3 separate regions of the Mus musculus genome follow, and all the other regions are linked to region 2. A link is a contact called in public HiChIP or PLAC-seq and promoter capture Hi-C data. All regions are on one chromosome and are shown on one strand. Each heading gives the region's core, a stretch centred on a gene start, on an enhancer-like site or on the middle of the called end of the contact. The rest is flanking DNA. Distances are from core to core; before and after follow the strand shown.

Region 1 (2,703 bases), core at 28-2,527, 1.9 Mb after region 2:
GGGTGGGAGGAGAGAAGGGGAAATTCAGCCCTGGTCCCACCTCCTTTCCCGGGGCAGGTGGGGCGGAATGGGCGGGGCTACAATGTGGAGGGGCTGATTTCAGTGGAGCCCTGTCCAGTGTAGTAAAATGTATCCCTAAAGTTAGATACATCCCAATTTCCAGCTCCCAGGAATCTTGAAAACTTGCTAACTAGACAAGCCGGGTCCTTCAAAGCCAGTAGTGCTTTGGAATCTCCTTAGCCAAAGAAGTCAAGTCTACAAATAGTAATGATGAGTTAACCACGCCCACCGCTCCAGGACCTGATCAAGGCAACCACTAGGTGGCGGGCAAAACTAAGCAATGCAGGGGCGGACCGACTTTTACTCGGCCTGGGTCACTTCTTTCAAAGACCAGAGCTACCCCATCCATCCCTGCTTTTATTTTCCTAGTCTGGAGATGAGGGTCCGCAATAACCCAGGTTTTCCTTCTCAGCCTGTGCGCTGTAAAGTGCTGTACCAGGACTCGTAGTGCTCTCGGCTGGCCAGCAGGAGGCACAGGGACCGCGCCCAGTCAAGTCCTAGCCAAACTTTCTCATCCAGCAACCCGCCCTCTCCGTGCGTCCCCTCCCCCCCCCCCGAGAGCCCAGCACCCCGGAGGCCCCAGCAACACTGTCTAGCCTGCAGAGAGGGCAAACAATCTTTCCTTATGAATCATCCCGCAGCCTTTTTGATAGCTTTTACATCTTGAGCTCCGAATCTCTATTCCAGAGGCCTTATTTCATTTTCGACGTACTCTGCCCCAACCCGTGTCCAGATTCCCACTTTTCCTGTTGTGCTACAGATGGGTGCTTGAAATTTCTTCCTGGGCCATCTCATGCAAGGCTCCACTTCTGAGAACTGCTCCCCCTCATCTGCTCAACAGGGTGACCTCTCTCATCCCGTTTCCTCTCCATCACCGTCCCATCCCTGCCTCTGGAGCAGCCCTGCACCTCCATTTAAGTCTTATCTGCTAGGACCCCTCTATACAGAACGCAATACCAAGAAGCTGTAGTAAACTCCCCAGAGTTTGGAACTTACTGTCTTCTTGGCCATGCGTCAGGAGGGCAGTGGCCCCTAAGAGGAGCAGGAGCCGGAGGTCCACAAAGCTGAACATGTCTAGACCCTAGACATGTAGACTCTTTGCGGCTGGGGTGGGGGGTTAGCTTCGGCTCATGCGTGGCCTCACTCCGCGTGCCTCCTGCTCCGTCCCGAGGAGAAACTCCCGTCTGCTCCGACGACTGGCCTGGGCCCCTTTTATACCATCTTGATGGAGAGCTGGGAGGAACCCTGCCTCTCGGAGAGGGGGAGCCAGCAGCCCGGCCCCCAGCCAATCAGAACTGCCTGGCCCGGCCCCCAATTTGGAACGAAGAGGGGGGAGGAGGGAAAGGAAGGGAAAGGAGTCCACCCAGCGCCCCCCCTCCCGCAACTCTGCCGCCCTTGCCCCCCAGATCTACATGGGCCAGAGGTGCTGTCACTGGAGTGTGGCTGGGCCCTCAGTATACTGAGTGTGGGTAGAGAATACCCCTTGTACTTTCTTTCTGGGACTTCAAATCAGAAGGATGTAGAACTGAGAATCTGAGTTGGGAAACACTACAAAGGGATCAGTGTCAGGAATAATTGGGAAAAGGTCCTCCTGGCCATGCCTAGTAATCTTTCAGGCATCCTGGGGAAGAACTAAGGAATAAGTTAGATTAATCTGATTAGAACCTATCAGCTAAGCAGATGTGCCTGTTGGAGGGAGGGGATCACCTCATGGTGTGGACCCAGGAATGGAGGGTAGGAATATTTGTGAACAGTTATACATCTCTTCACAGATACTAAGAGTCAGATATGTGGTGGTTTGAAAGGAAGGGGGTGCCTATCTGTTCTGCCATGCCAGACACACCTTTCTAATAAATAACAGCTCTGAGGCTGAGGCTTGGGGAGACCTTTGACATCCTTGTCCTTCCAGAAGAATGCTTATGCATTAAGTGATGAGCAGCAGTGTGGGCAGGGGGCTTTCTGGGTCCTCAAAGCTGGGGCCTGGGGCATGTTGTATAAATTCTTCTCTGACCTCCTCCATCCCAGCACTGGGATGTGAGTTTGTTGCAGGAAGCCTGTGACCAGGGATGTTTTAGAAAAAGGTCTTGTGTCAGCTGTGGCCACAGCCAGAGATTTGTTAGAGGCCCTCTTATGTAGCAATATCAATGCAGAATGAACAGGTAGAAGGTACTTGGCCATAGAGGGGTGTTCTCAAAGCTACAGAGAGCCCTCTTTTCTAATTGTACTTGGATGTGGTCTGGGGACACCTAGGTGAACTCAGTGTGTGGCAGAAACTTGTGTTTGGTAGCTGAGGGACTTTATTTAATGGTTTCTTCCCATGTCCTCACTTCTTTGCTGAAAATCTTGGCCATTGCTCCCCACCTCTGCCGTCAGGAAAGGGTCATCTGTAGTCCCCCAAGAACAGCAGCTTATATTTAAAGTTGTCGCTAAAAGACAGTGTCCGTTCTTCCCCGGTGCTCCCTGCACCCTGCAAAGGTGCTCTGTCCAATCTGCTTAGGAACTTCATCTTGTCAAACTGTGTGGGTGGTGTGGGAAGGCACTGGGGTCTCCTTGCAGGGCCCATAGACATCCTGTATCACTTCCCCCACCGGCTTCTTTAGAGCTGTAAACGTGGAAGCAGGGAGTCCCGCCTCCTCCAAACCA
Region 2 (2,703 bases), core at 176-2,675:
ATATTTCTATACTGCTTTTTAAATAAAAATATTCTCGCTGCCGGTGGGCATGCACCTGCTTTCGAGGGTCCCTGCCATTTCCCTAATTTGTAGCTCAGAGGGCAATTCTGTGAAGTCTGCTCGCTCTTTCCACCTTTACCTGGATCCTGAGAGGTAAACTGAGGCCCCCAGGCTTACGCACAAAGAACAGATCTCTTTCATTGGATGAGTCTTGCCTTACACGTGTTCTTCCACAGCCTCCCAACTCACACTGAAGACCCATTACAAGGCACAAAGTGGCCTTTTCACCCTTTCTTGACTCCCCTGGTGGCCAGGCAAGGCTTTAAACTCCTGATCGTCCTGTTTCCGCTCCCAAGGGCTACATGAATGCCATCAAGCCCAGCCCGAATTTATAAGGTACAGAGGATTGAATTCAGGCCTGTGCAGTGGGCTAGGCAAACATTCTACCAACTAAGTTACATCCCCAGGGACCCTTTATTTTCTTCCACATTTGACCAGTCACTCTAGACTTCTACCCTACCTATCCCAGCAACTCCACTTTTAGACAAGGTCAAGAAAATGCCTGACCCCCCACCCCCACCCCTAGACGGATTCAACAAATCTCTTCCCCGCTAGCACACCGTGAGCTGCCCAAATCCTCCTGTTCAAGTTTATTGGAAGTTACTTCTTCTTAACTCTGGCAAGAGAAACTTCTCTGATAGTGGCAACTGGACCCAATATCCTCAGGTTACTTTTTCTCTCTTTCCTCCAAGTGCTACGGGGGTTGCTTGCGATTGCCACCGTGTCCGCTTTCTCAGGTTACATTTCTAAACCTCGAGAGTACGAAGTCGTGGTCCCTGCCACGCACACCCAAAAGCACCTGTCCCCCTTATGGACGTCCCAAAGTTTTCTTTCTCCCGCCCAACTCTAGAGTCCCTCACTCGGGTCAAACGCTCTTGGTCCAGTTCTTGAAAAGCTAACCCTCCGCTGGCTCCGCTCATCGCGAACCACTCGGCTCCCGGGCTCTGGATTCGCTGCCCCGCCCTCTCCACACTCCCGCAACCCGCGAGCTCTGCGCGGGAAGCGGACCCGGCGGGCGCTGGGCCGGGGCGCGCCCCCCATTCCTCGGTCTCCGCTCTTCCGTTAGCGGCCCGCGCTGGTCCGCGGCCTCCCGCCGTTGCCGCGTCCCCTCCCCCCACACACCCCGCCTCCAGCCCGCCTCTTCACCTCGTAGCAGCGCCCGAGAGTCCGAGAGGAATCGGTGCCGCGCTACTCGCGCGTTGCGTCGGGCGGTCCGAGGGGAGTAGCGCGCCCAGAGGAGCAAAGAGCCGTGTGGCCACAAGTCGACCGTCCCGCTGAAGCGGCGTACCGCAGGCCCCGCTAACGGCCCTCCCCTCAGCCGAACAAAAGAGCCTCTCACTCTGCGCGGCCCGCCGCCTGCACTGCGCAGACGCGACGACCCGCCGCAGGGCACCTTGGGATTAAGAGTCGGCCAGAAACTACAGATCCCAAAGTACCGCGCGAATCCCGCGCCGCCCACCTCCACTTTCAAGGATTGTAGGGAGTTTTCGTAGTTTTGTTTTCTTTTTTGACTGGAAAGGCGAAGTCGACTGTTACTTAGAACATAACTCTACAGTCTAGGAAATTGATGGGTAGTGGTGGGGTTTGTTTGTTTAATAACAGGATACGCAGCCCAGGTGGCTTCGAACTCGTGGCCTTTCTTTTTGCTTCAAATGTCAAAGTGCTGGATTCCAGGCGCGTGCTGGTATTCCTTACTCAGTCTACAAAAGTAGGACACTGCAGGTTTGGAAACTAGCCCGTTGATGTTTGGTCCGTTTGCGTTTAAAAGAAAAATATTGTATTCGTCACCTGAGATTTATCAAATCACCTTCAATAATGTCCAGCAATCTTACCTATTATTGCCACCTGACTGGGGTTCCTACCTCTCAGTTTGAATCACTGCTCCATTCAGAAAGCAGTAGATTAACCGTCTAGGTAGACACCATCGACACTTTCTGAATTTGCTTTTTTTCTTTCCCCTTCCTTCCCTCTCTATTCTTGTTTTATTTTTGGTTGTTGGTTCTGTTGAGTGGACAGGGTCTCAAGGAAGTCTGATCTACCTGTTTTCACTTCCCAAATGCCGAGTATTACAAACACAGACCACCACATTCAAAGTTTTCCCTTTATTGCCCTTGCCGGTGGGTGACTTTCATGGGGATTTCTCCATCTCTGTGAACATCCTTTATCAAGTTAGTCTAAAGAAACGGAATTAAGCAAAAACCACGGCTGGGCTGTCATTCTTTAACACGGGTGCTACTCTGATTCAGGTAGGTTGCTGCTAATTGTTGAACTAGGAACTCCAGTAAGGACAGACGCTTCATATGACTCATTGTGTCCACGACACTCAGGATCCTTGGTGTTTGTTTCTAGCAAGGACAAGGTCATTTTGGTTGTTTGTTTGTTTGGTTGGTTGGTTGGTTTGTTTTTGTTTGTTTTTTTGAGACAGGGTTTCTCTCAAAACTCAGTTTGTAGACCAGGCTGGCCTCAAACTCAGAAATCGGCCTGCCTCTGCCTCGAGTGCTGGGATTAAAGTTGTGCGCCACCACGCCCGGCCACAAGGTCACGTTTTGACTCTCAGTATTTATTGGTAAAAATTCCTTGAATATGTGATTAAGTGAATAACTGAGATGTCCAACTGATAATAGAACTGATCAAACTTTCCAA
Region 3 (2,730 bases), core at 207-2,706, 1.1 Mb after region 2:
TGTCAAATGGGCTGTAGAGATGGCAAAGCGGTTAAGAGCACTGACTGCTCTTCCAGAGGTCCTGATTTCAATTCCCAGCAACCACATGGTGGCTCACAACCATCTGTAATGGGATTCAATGCCCTCTGCTGGTGGGTCTGAAGACAGCGACAGTGTACTCATATAAATAAAATAAATAAATCTTTTTTTTTTTTTAAAAGGAATGACACATGGGCTATGCAGATCAACAGAAACTATGCAGAAAGCTCTTCCGCGCCTCACCATTATACAAAGCAGAGTTCACCACGCCTCCTGCAACTGCCAACGCCAGGCCGAACTTTCCAATGGACTCAAACACTTTGGCAGCCATGACTCCTTCTGTTGCTTCCACTCACACCTAAACACGGGGTAAACATAAAACACTTTGACACCAGATTCTCAGAGAAAGCCCGCTCTGAGGCACAGAGTTCATGTCTCAACATACATTTTCATATGTCTACACCTGTGGGCCCAAACTCACTCACTGAACGCCCCATAACACTGACCACCTTGCAAACTGTAGATCATGTCTGCGTTTGTGGACGTGTTTCTTTACAACCATTCAGAGAAAGAGTCTGCGACACTTGGCTCAGCGTAGGAACGGTGCTTTGTACCCACGAGGAACTTAGTACACAGAAAAACCACACTCCCTTTTCCTAGACCAATAGGCCACAAGCGAGACCGGTGCTACACGGCTGAAGCCAACAACAAAAAGGGCAATTTCTGTTAACATTTAAGTTACACGGTCTCCGACAGCCTTGTTTAACCTTCAGTTACTTTATGAAGGTTATGACTGCTGAAGTGCATAGAGAGGTTATACTCTTAAGTAGTAGAACCAGGGTTAGAATGAGAAGACCGAATTCTAGAAGACATTGTAGAACTCCTCCCCATACCAGTTAATAGGAAAGCAGGGGCTGGCAGGGGTGCAGCGAGGCAGAGCGGTGAAGGACTGGAGGTGGGGCTGCGGCGGGACGGGTGGGGGCACGTAGCTGACAAACTAGAAACCAGTTAGCCTTGAACTTTTTAATGTCCCGCCCCTGCGTCACCCTTGGTACAATCCTCAAACTCGCCCTCCCCTTTCTCAGACTTCAACTGCTTGTGTATCGGGATTTCTCCATGCACATTTATCCTCTGTCTCTGACATCCAGCTCTTTTTACTCCACCAGCTTCTGGATTTTTCCTCATCCTGTCCCCTCCCCTTGCACATTCCTAACTCCTTCTGGACCGAGATTTCCCCCTTCTCCACTAGGCGTACCCACACATGCATCCCATGCCCTCATTGTACATAGGAAAGCAGAGGCAGGCTACAGGGACATAGGACCAGAGGCCTCTACCGCTCCTACCACGCTTACCTGCTTTCACTCTGACCTCCACATGAATTCCCCAGCTCCGGATACTGCGCGTGCGCCAGGCAGCTCCTCCCCCCCCCCCGACCCCCGCCTCTTCAAGATCCGACCCTTCAATTGGTGAAGCCGAGCGACGTGCATTCTGGGAAACGTGTTTTGCAGTCTTCCGCGGGCTCTGTGGCTTTAATGAGGTCAACTACAACTCCCAAAAGATCATGCAGCAACGGGCTCTTTCAGGAAACCCGTTTCTGACTGGTGAGAACGGATGGGATGTTGCCGCAAAGCCTTTCGGGAGTTGTAGTTCCTTGGTAATATATGCACGTGCCTATTCCTCAAGGAGGTGGTTCCAGAAGCCGGAAGCAGACTGGATCGGAAAGGAGTTGGGCTTCCACTTGGTAGAGGAAATCACAAGGTGGTGAAGGAATGGGTGGGCATTTTGGATAAAGGTGAGGTAAAATAATTCATGCACTGAGAGACTGCTAGGGAAGTTAAGGACAGCCCTCAGGGACGTAAGATGTTGATCTTCCAAGCCACTCCATAACCTTAAAAACGGCTTAGAAAGAAGAGGAAGGGAGTCGGTCATTCAGGTCTTGCAATACTTCAGTAAAGGCTCTTGATTTAGGGTCTAAATCTCTGGGCATCTTTTTTTCCAAGTTATATTCGAGGAATTGCAAAAAAGGGACGGAGATCATGTGTATGGCTTCTCAAGTTCACCTGTTGTCAACAATTTGCGTATTTGTTGTTGTTTTTGTTCCATCTCCTCGCCTCCCTCCACTTTTCTCTTTCTCCTACTATTCTCTAAGATCAAGGATATCTATCCTCTTACTTTTTGTTTTGTTTTGTTTTTTGTTTTTGTTTGTTTGTTTGTTTTCGAGACAGGGTTTCTCTGTGTAGCCCTAGCTGTCCTGGAACTCACTCTATAGACCAGGCTGGCCTCGAATTCAGAAATCCGCCTGCCTCTGGCTCCCAAGTGCTGGGATTAAAGCGTCCGCCACCACGCCCGGCTACTATCCTTTTACTTAAGTAAATATTATCCATGTCTGCATTCCAATTTTGCCAATTAAGCAAATAGTGACTTTTATAGCATTCCTCTCCATGACACAAATCTAAAATGAAGTAGTTTATTTTTTTGGGCTTGTTGCTCCCGAAATACAAACTCTCCTGAGAATATCTGTAAAGAACATGAAAACCCCTGGCACTGTGGCGCAATGGATAGTGCATTGGACTTCTAAGAAAGACCTGCTCCTTATTCTTAGCTTAACTTTTATTTAAAAGATAAAATGCAATTTTAAATTTGCAATCGGTATTTATTTCTTATTAAAATATAAGAAGCCAGATATACATTTAAAAGAAAGGAAGAAAGAAA

The links. HiChIP or PLAC-seq counts read pairs in DNA pulled down with a chosen protein or histone mark. Capture Hi-C pulls out chosen DNA fragments and counts their contacts.
Region 1: an HNF4G HiChIP or PLAC-seq map of pancreatic cancer cells shows a contact between it and region 2. The contact joins the promoter of Col1a1 here to the promoter of Cbx1 in region 2. A contact is called at or near these places in 1 of 39 promoter capture datasets (liver) and 1 of 115 datasets of contacts at active chromatin or transcription factors (pancreatic cancer cells).
Region 3: a contact with region 2 is called in a promoter capture Hi-C map of liver, with 2.1 times the contacts expected there. The contact joins the promoter of Phb here to the promoter of Cbx1 in region 2. A contact is called at or near these places in 1 of 484 Hi-C or Micro-C datasets (B cells), 2 of 115 datasets of contacts at active chromatin or transcription factors (astrocytes and pancreatic cancer cells) and 1 of 9 other capture datasets (liver).

The regions. Positions count from the first base shown.
Region 1 is chr11:94,934,798-94,937,500 of GRCm38.p6, reverse strand. Col1a1 (collagen, type I, alpha 1) reads right to left here and starts at 1,277. Exons shown (of 51, transcript NM_007742.4): 1 at 1,057-1,277. The coding sequence starts at 1,132.
Region 2 is chr11:96,787,857-96,790,559 of GRCm38.p6, reverse strand. It overlaps Cbx1 (chromobox 1), which reads right to left and starts at 1,425. Exons shown (of 5, transcript NM_001362560.1): 1 at 1,207-1,425.
Region 3 is chr11:95,665,683-95,668,412 of GRCm38.p6, reverse strand. It overlaps Phb (prohibitin), which reads right to left and starts at 1,456. Exons shown (of 7, transcript NM_008831.4): 1 at 1,371-1,456; 2 at 262-376. The coding sequence starts at 349.